Linked DNA regions of Mus musculus: regions 1 and 2 are each linked to region 3. The links are chromatin contacts, called in public HiChIP or PLAC-seq maps. All regions are on one chromosome and are shown on one strand. Each heading gives the region's core, a stretch centred on a gene start, on an enhancer-like site or on the middle of the called end of the contact. The rest is flanking DNA. Distances are from core to core; before and after follow the strand shown.

Evidence for each region. HiChIP or PLAC-seq counts read pairs in DNA pulled down with a chosen protein or histone mark.
Region 1: a contact with region 3 is called in a BATF HiChIP or PLAC-seq map of CD8 T cells, with 5 read pairs. The contact joins two enhancer-like sites. A contact is called at or near these places in 2 of 39 promoter capture datasets (the 3T3-L1 cell line and liver), 3 of 115 datasets of contacts at active chromatin or transcription factors (CD8 T cells, effector CD8 T cells and memory CD8 T cells) and 3 of 9 other capture datasets (adipose tissue, liver and pancreatic islet).
Region 2: a contact with region 3 is called in an H3K4me3 HiChIP or PLAC-seq map of bone marrow-derived macrophages, with 4 times the contacts expected there. The contact joins two enhancer-like sites. A contact is called at or near these places in 1 of 15 datasets of contacts at CTCF or cohesin (CD8 T cells), 8 of 484 Hi-C or Micro-C datasets (ECoMG myeloid progenitors, the HPC-5 cell line, bone marrow-derived dendritic cells and 4 more), 5 of 115 datasets of contacts at active chromatin or transcription factors (bone marrow-derived dendritic cells, bone marrow-derived macrophages, effector CD8 T cells and 2 more) and 2 of 9 other capture datasets (liver and pancreatic islet).

What each region holds. Positions count from the first base shown.
Region 1 is chr11:54,453,250-54,455,949 of GRCm38.p6, reverse strand. All of the region lies in intron 1 of Fnip1 (folliculin interacting protein 1), which reads right to left. LOC115487771 (a long non-coding RNA gene) reads right to left here. Exons shown (of 2, transcript XR_003949675.1): 2 at 1-2,700. Among named protein-coding and RNA genes, the nearest start is that of Fnip1, 16 kb to the right of the region's middle. Within about 2 kb of position 1,254, at least 6 of the 459 cell types and tissues checked have an H3K27ac peak or open chromatin away from gene starts, as enhancers often do. A contact at or near this core is called in CD8 T cells, where this site is marked.
Region 2 is chr11:54,840,775-54,843,474 of GRCm38.p6, reverse strand. Lyrm7 (LYR motif containing 7) reads left to right here. Exons shown (of 5, transcript NM_029327.5): 5 at 2,273-2,700. The coding sequence ends at 2,343. Among named protein-coding and RNA genes, the nearest start is that of Gm31490, 18 kb to the left of the region's middle. Within about 2 kb of position 1,359, at least 10 of the 459 cell types and tissues checked have an H3K27ac peak or open chromatin away from gene starts, as enhancers often do. A contact at or near this core is called in bone marrow-derived macrophages, where this site is marked.
Region 3 is chr11:54,625,805-54,628,504 of GRCm38.p6, reverse strand. It overlaps Rapgef6 (Rap guanine nucleotide exchange factor (GEF) 6), which reads right to left. Exons shown (of 29, transcript NM_001252494.1): 10 at 2,486-2,644; 11 at 1,768-1,920. Among named protein-coding and RNA genes, the nearest start is that of Rapgef6, 100 kb to the right of the region's middle. Within about 2 kb of position 1,359, at least 34 of the 459 cell types and tissues checked have an H3K27ac peak or open chromatin away from gene starts, as enhancers often do. A contact at or near this core is called in CD8 T cells and bone marrow-derived macrophages, where this site is marked.

The DNA.
Region 1 (2,700 bases), core at 5-2,504, 170 kb after region 3:
TAGTCTTAATTTAAAAATATTTAAATGCTTTTATCTGAGAAGCAGTATGGGTTTACCAGGACACCAAAAAAATAGTTTATAGGGAAACCAATTAAGAATGCCATTCTCTGATAGGATTCCACAGAGAAAATATGTGTCTAGCCAAGAGACAAGCTAGAGACACAGTGTGAAGGAAGACTATAAATTTGGGATGGTTGCAAAAAAAAAAAAAAAAAAAAAGCTTAATTTTTAAATTGAGTAATTAATTTTGTGGTACTGGAAATTAATCTCAGAGATCCTTAAACACGATAGGCAAATGCCCTCCAATAATCCATATATATACCCTTGGCTCAACACTGATTCTTAATGGTAGTTTGGAAATTTAAGCTAGTAAAAAGAAAAGTAAATTCAAATGATTCTGATCTATATCTTTTTCCCTTCCTCCTTTCTGATCCTCCCCCACCTTTCTCTGTACCACTGGCATTTAGATCTATGTTAAAACTACTTCTGAATAAACAAAAAATTTGTTTGAAACAAAAGATTTCCTGCTGTCTTCACAGGTAATTCAAATAGATTTTAGCTTGCTTTACAAACATGGTTTTCAGTAAGGTTATATAATTAAAAAAATAAATAAATAAAAAAGGTATTCTCAGCCATTGTGGTTCACAGGTCTTTCATCCCAACTTCGGGAGATAGAGACAGAATAATCTCTGTGAGTTCCAGGTCAGCCAATGGCACGGAAAGAGACCATGCTTAAACAGACAGACAGACAGACAGACAGACAGACAGACAGACAGACAGAAAGATATCCTCCTTTTTCAGGTGTGCCATTTCTGTTTTTCTTTCAGATTAGCTTTTTTTTCCCTTCCATTCTCTCATTTTCCTTCTCTATATTACTATTTCATATCAAATTCTTCAAACATGAATCTATGTTAATAAACTGTAAAGCATAATAACTGTAAGTCATTTCTTAAAATGTAACAATGGAATGTCCTCTGCTCTAAGAAATGGGCTTTCCTTCTTTCTGTAATGCCGTTTTTGTCCTAGTTATAATTTCTATGTTGGGATGATGCTTTTTTCCTCTTCATAATTTAACTGTTTACATTTGGGTAAAAACTGTATAATACTTAAGAAAATATTTTAGTGTAAAAGCAAGCAAAACCCTTTCCTAGACATCAGTTTTTAAAATAGATCTACCACTCCTTTACATTCTTGAAAACAAAGAGTCATTTTTCAAACAGCATAAAGGCAATATGCCAGCTGTGGTTTCTCCTTGGTGCTAACACCACCAAGCAAGTCTTAGGGGTGAGACTTTGAAGAACAGGCTAACTTGAAAACCATACATCTTAGAGTTACTCATCTGACTCATTTCATATTTTTCTATTACATTTTGTTAAGATTTTCTTTTTGAAAACTCACATGGCTTTCTGTTACTACAAGAGTACTCGATTCACATCACGAAGGTCATTTCCTCCTTGTATGAAATATAGTGCCCCAACACTTGGTTCTGCATGCTGATGAGTTAAACAGCTACTGAACACCAAAACAAGAATTGGTATACAACTGAAATTGTCAATATAATTTTAAGGACTTGCAAATTTCTTCGAGACCAATAATTTTTAGTATAAATCAGAAATATTTTAAGGAACAGCCACCTGAATTAAGCATTCGCCTAAGGGAAGCACTTTTCTTGAGGAAGGGATCTAGAGAGCCAAATATGTGATAATAATAAACATTTACTTATGCACTCAGTAACCTCTGAGGATCACAAACTATATTCAACTAAGTCATAATTTAGAATATCACATATATTATCAGTATCAGAACAAACAAGAACATTTCCATACAGGATCTATGATTTCTATATTAAAGAATTACAATGGATTTGACCTATGTAAACTATCAGTTTCTCAGAAGCCCAAGTTAAAAAAGCAAGAAAGATTCTAATGCATAGCTAAGCTGCAGTAAAACATTATTAGTGTGTGTTTCTCATTCCAAACTACTACAAATAAGATAGGAGACAGAAGACAAGTCGACATAAGACCAACTGGTACCAGAAGACAACGAGGCTGTTTTCCTGCAAACAGTTATTTGATTGTTCATGCTATGCCTTCAGAAAGCTAAACAATCTTTCCTCTGAAATTTTAAGTTAAAATGTGAAGACATGACCAGGTATTCAACTGGAGAATTCAGCAGAAAGAAAATATAAACTCTCAAAGGATCTTACCCACATGTAACAAAATAGTAAGGCTAAGAAATAATTAATTAAAAAAATCCAACCTAATTAGTTAATCATAACATTTTTATGCTGGACTTGTAAAATGCCTGAGGATAATATTATTGCTAGTTATTTCTGTTTTTTAGTTAAATCTGAATTTTTATGCATGATGACATTTGGTCTGTTGCTACATATTGTAATGTGGACTCCTGAGACCTGGTTGCCCCAGAGATGAGAGAAGAGTCCACATGTAGACCCAAGTGACACTTTGTGACCTTGCCCCCAAGTTATTTCTGATTGGTAAATAAAGATGCCTACAGCCTATAGTTGAGCAGATTTGAGATAGACAAGACTTGATGTTCCTGGCCTTGATGTGAAGAAGACCACGAAGGGAGAGAGAAGAAGACAGAGGAGGAGAAAAGACACCATGGATTAGGAATCCAGAAAGCATGGCCCTGACAGCTCACCAATTGAAGAGCAGCCCAGATGAAACGAAATAGATA
Region 2 (2,700 bases), core at 110-2,609, 210 kb before region 3:
TGTAGACCAGGCTAGCCTCAAACTCTGAAAGATCTACCTCCCTCTGTCTGTCTTCTGAGCATTGGAAATAAAGGTGTGAGCCATCATGCCCTGTCCCCTGAATGCACATTCCTTGAATATGAAGGACAGTCCTTAACTATAGTTTAATTATCAAAACTAGGGGATTCATGGAATACCATTGTTTAAATTTTTTCTTTCCTCCTAATAAGGCCCTTTGTTTTTTTGTTTGTTTCTTTGGTGTTTTGTTTTGGTTTTGTTTATTTGTTTTTTGAGACAGGATTTCTCTGTATAACTCTGGCTGTTCTGAAACTCACCCTGTAGACCAGGCTGGCCTCTCAGAGATTTGCCTGCCTCTGCCTCCCGAGTGCTAGGACTAAAGGCACACCCACCACTACCCAGTTAACAATGCCCTTTCTAGTAGGAGGAACCCCTTTCCCCTGTGGTCCAGGGTGCTGCTGAGTTTCCTGAGTCTGGAGCAGTTACTTATCTTTCATCACTACCTCTAAAGATTGTAGGCAGGCTCTGGGAAGAGTGGTTAGGGGGGCATTTGCTCTCTTGTTTGACACAGAATTTCATATAGCCCAGGCTGGCTTAAACTCCCTGGGTAGCTGACTTCTGATTCTCTTTTCTCTACCCTGAGTGCCAGGATTAGAAGTATGTCCCACCACAGCAGCTGGGCTGAGTGAGCACAGGGCCTTGTGCATGGAGGCAGGCACTTTACTAATCCAGGCACATCTCCAACCCTGCTTTTGTTGAGACAGGTTTAACTAGGCTTGTCTGGAACTCATTGTATAGCTCAAACTCTGTTCACAGTGACGGCGATCCTCTTGTCTTATCCTGCAAACTGTTAAGATTACAAATGTGAGCCATCACATTGAGGCTGTGAGGATGGCCTAGCTGGGTCCTGCTCTTCCCAAGAAAGGGGGGTGGGTGATGTATCTCACTGCCTTTTTTCTTTTTAATTGTTTTTCAGTATTGAGTATTAGACCCAGGGCCTTTAAGACAGGGTCTCACCACAGTGCAGACCAGCCATGGCCACGCTATGTACTGCAGGCTGGACTTGAGTGCAGGTCTCACTGCCTTTGCCCATGATTCCTGGGATTATAGGCACACGTCAGCAGATGTGGGCAGTTTTCTCTTTCTCTCTTTTTTTTTCCTTTTCCATTTTTCTGTGTGTATGGGTGCATGTGCACCCCTGAACCTAATAGTGGGAATTGCCCGCCTTCTTTTTTGTTTCATTGAAGCAGGGTTTCTTGGTTCGGCACTCAGTTCCCTGACAAGGCTCATCTTCCTAGGGGATCTGAACTCTTCCTGTAGTAAGCACTTTAACCGATGAGTAATCTCTGAGGCCCCAACGCTGTCTTGCCTAGCAGTCAGCAGTTGGCTGTTCAGCAGTGTGTCTCAGTGGGGACACCACTGTCACTGTGTGTCTCAGTGGAGACACTGCTGTCACTCTGCCATGAAGTATAACCCTCTCTGCCCCAGACTGTCTTTCACACCACAGTTAGCATCCTTGGCTCCTGCCCAGTAAATTTTTGGTAGCATCCCCTAAGTGGTATATCTGAAGACTCCTTCGGTGAGGAGCCATTGTTCTAGGGGACAGGGTGTAGCTCAGTGGTAGAGTATACACTCTGCAGCCTGTGAGGCCCTGGGTTCCCAAGGCCCAGGAACAAGAAGGAAGGGAGGGAAGGAGAAGGGCAGTTGTGGGAGGGGAGGGGAATCATTCTATAAATTTGGAATGTCTGAATTATGAGAGTGATGTCTTGCTTTCTATAAAATTTTTCAAGTATCCAGGCATGGTGTGGTACACCTGTAACCCCATTGTTGGGAAGTGGAGGCTAGAGAATCAAGAGTTCAAGGTTAGCCTCAGCTACATGGGGAGTTCAAGGCTAGCCAGAGCTACATGAGATCCTGTCTCAAAAATCATTCATAGGTGACATTTTTAAAGAGCCATTGACAGATTAGTGTGTTTTTAGCTTAATTCCATTCAGTCATTTATTAGTTGTGTTTAATGAAATGATAAAGGATTTGGTTGTATATGTTTTTTGTAACACGAATGAAGATCGTATTAAATGTTTCCATTTAGACTCACATAGTCACCTCAGACATCAGCTGAAATAAAATGTCTGTAGAATAGTGCATGCTTCCCAAATTACACAACTCACGGTTAGAACTGCTGGGGAGACGGATGTGCCGGCCCCAGGTCTACTTTAAGATAAGTAGTGACTGGAGCTCTAACCGTCTTAACCGCTCATTTCTCTGTTCCTTTTAGAACTGGTCCCCAGGAAAGATCTTCTCACAGAAAATGTGCCGTACTGTGATGCGCCAACCCAGAAGCAGTAAAGCTTCCAGGATAAACCCATCTCTGCTCCTTCCCACTTTAAATACATACCTGGCAACGGTCCTGGACATGCACATGTTTCTCTCTGAAGCGCACGTTGCAAATGAGCGACAGGCTGAGGGCTACAGAGGAGATAGACATGCCTTTCACTGACATGGGCAACTGAAGGCCTGGGGAGGCAGGACGCTCCTCTCTTTCCCTTTGGTAGGTCTTTTGGTCTTCCAAAGCTGTTTGCCAATGAAGCACCTTACCAAATTGGTGACTTTTCATCTCATGGGACATACATAGCTAAATATAAAATGCTACATTAAATTGATGTTTAATCCCCAAAATATTAAGTTGGTAAAAAATTAACATTT
Region 3 (2,700 bases), core at 110-2,609:
CTAGAGGAAAGTGTCAACACTGCACCAAACACACAGAGCAGTGTTAATCATAGTGATATTCCTTTATGGAAAACATGAGTGTAGTTTGGCCATGGGTAAATGTGACAGGATATAAGATTCTTTAAGTCTGCTGGGGATATGAATAACAAAAGAAGATCAGGCAACTGGAGTGGTCCAAAGTGGCACAACAATGAAATACAACTACGTTCTTAGATGAGAATCCAGACAAGAAATAAATTACTGGAACCACTAGTGAGAATTTACTAGGGACCTCAAATTGACTGTATTATCTTAACAATGTGTCCTTCCATTATTGGAGAACTCTATGGTGTTTATGTAAGAAAACTTTTGCTTTAGGAATGGTGAGACATTGTATTTGTAAACTATCTCAAACAATTCAAAAGAAGACTGATGTAAAAGGGGCCGATGCAACTTAGAGCTGTCTGTATTATTCTTGAAACTTCTTATTGTTCATGTGTACATGGGTATGTGTGGGCCAAAGGTCAATTTTGGATATCTTACTCAAATATTCTCCACTATGTTTTAAGACAGAGTCTCAGCCCAAACCCCTAACTCATGAATTCAGCTGGCTGGCTGGTCACCTCTGCTTCCCCACTGCTCCAATTACAGGCACACATCAATGTGCCCAGATTTTTTTTTTATATGAGTTCTGACAGACTCAGGTCCCTATATTTGCATTTGTCTGATAAGCCCTAACTAAACTGAGCCATCTCCCTACTTTATTTCTTAAACTTTTCTATAAGTTTTAAATTATTAAAATACAGGGGTCTTTGCCAAAGACAAAATGATAATATGAATTAGTCTATGTATTCTATTTATGTTTTCCTTTCTTTTCTCTTTTTTTGGGGGTGGGGGGGACAATTTCATATAGCTGAGTATGGCCTTGAACTTGCTTTATACAGCTGAAGCTACTCTTGGACTCAGGATTCTCTTGCTTCTATCTTAGTGTGGGAATGATTCAGGTGTGTAACCACCATACCCAGCCATACTCACCTTTTCTGCACACAAAACTTATACTAAGAGACAGTTCTAAGAATTCAATTCCCAGGAAAAAACTGACATGGCATCACTTGTATTTCCTCTCTATGCTATTAAGTTGTCCATCTGCCAATTAATAATGACATATTTTGCAAATAAGGCTAGCTTAAAAAGAGAAACGTGTATTTTAGTTTCAATTATACTTGACTTACTTTATATCTAGGGGGTCTTCATAGAGACTGGAATGACAAAGAATATTGGAGATACAGAGAAGGAAATACAGAGATTGCTGTGTTGAGTGTAATAATACTAAAACTCCAGATTTTCCTCACTCAGTCATAACTTCACTTCCTGTATCTCTTCCGTTTTCAATTTAAAGAAAGGTTCAGAGAAGCCACAGCTCATTTCAAGCTAACAAGAGCTCTGCACCTTCACTGTGGACTCTGTGTGTTTGTGGCTAGTCTTTAAATTTCCTTTTCCTGTCTCCCCACTAAAATTGCTTGCTTTCTTCTTGCTAACACCCACTATCAAGGTCTTACATATGTAAAAAAATAAGATTTGATCAGTATAATCTAAAATAATATTATATCAATTTGGATACTAAATGGCAATAATTACCCCTTATCATTCAGATGTGTAAGAAACAATTAGACATCAACAAGCTAGTGAAGAATTTTACATTACTCATAAAAGTGGTCTAAAGCCTATTTTTAAAGCAAGATGAAAGATCTGAATGCAGTTTCTAGAACAAAAAGTAAAAACACCCACCTTGATTACAATGTGTCCTTTCCTGGTTCCGCTCCGGTCTAGCTCACGGTGCTCATGTACCATGACAATCTCTCCCTCTTCCTCAACTTTGTGAGTATTTTTTTCCACATGATTTAAAATTCTCCAATAGTCTTGTTGAGCTATGCAGACAAACTGTCCAAGAATAACATGGGGACAGTTAAGGAACCTATAGTACATAAACACATCACTATGCACCAAGGCAGAGCACAACGGCAAGAAATCAAGCGGCATAAGCTCTTTCTCATTCAATTTTGTTAACTCTAAACAAAAATCAAGGTAAACAATTCACACAGAGACCAAAGTGGAATCTTCTGAATTCTGCTCTAAAAGGAGAAGTGAACATCCACTTCTCTCAAACAGACACTATGCAAAGAAATCATGAAGCAGGAGTAAGTTAGAAACAAACAACTCACAAGTTCCTATTTCCTTCCTTTTTTGAAAACAGCCTGAACTGGATAATAAGAGTTTGAATGCTCAAACAAACCAACATTTATTTGAAACATTCTCTTAAAAATTTATACTTTGCTCAAGTCAACAAAATTTGAGAAAAATATAAAATCTACTTTCTCTTGTTAACTGCAGGCTATAGAAAATCCTAATTCTCAACTAATGCTGTTTAATTTTGAGCAAGAGAGAGAAAAGCAGCTCCGCCATTTTCATCACTAAGGAGAGAGAGCACCGAGCAGAGCAGGCGTACCTGACAATCATCGACTTTGGTCCTGACAGCTCCATGCATGTGCTGCTTATCCAGCGTGGGGACAATCCCAAAACTATTTCCCATGAAGAGATTTTCTATTTTCCCATCTGGATGACTAATTTCTACAGTGCCATTTAAAATGACATACCATGAGTCAAGCTATAGAGGAAAAGAAAGGTGTTATAATCTTTTTAAAAGGATAGTTATAAGTTAAC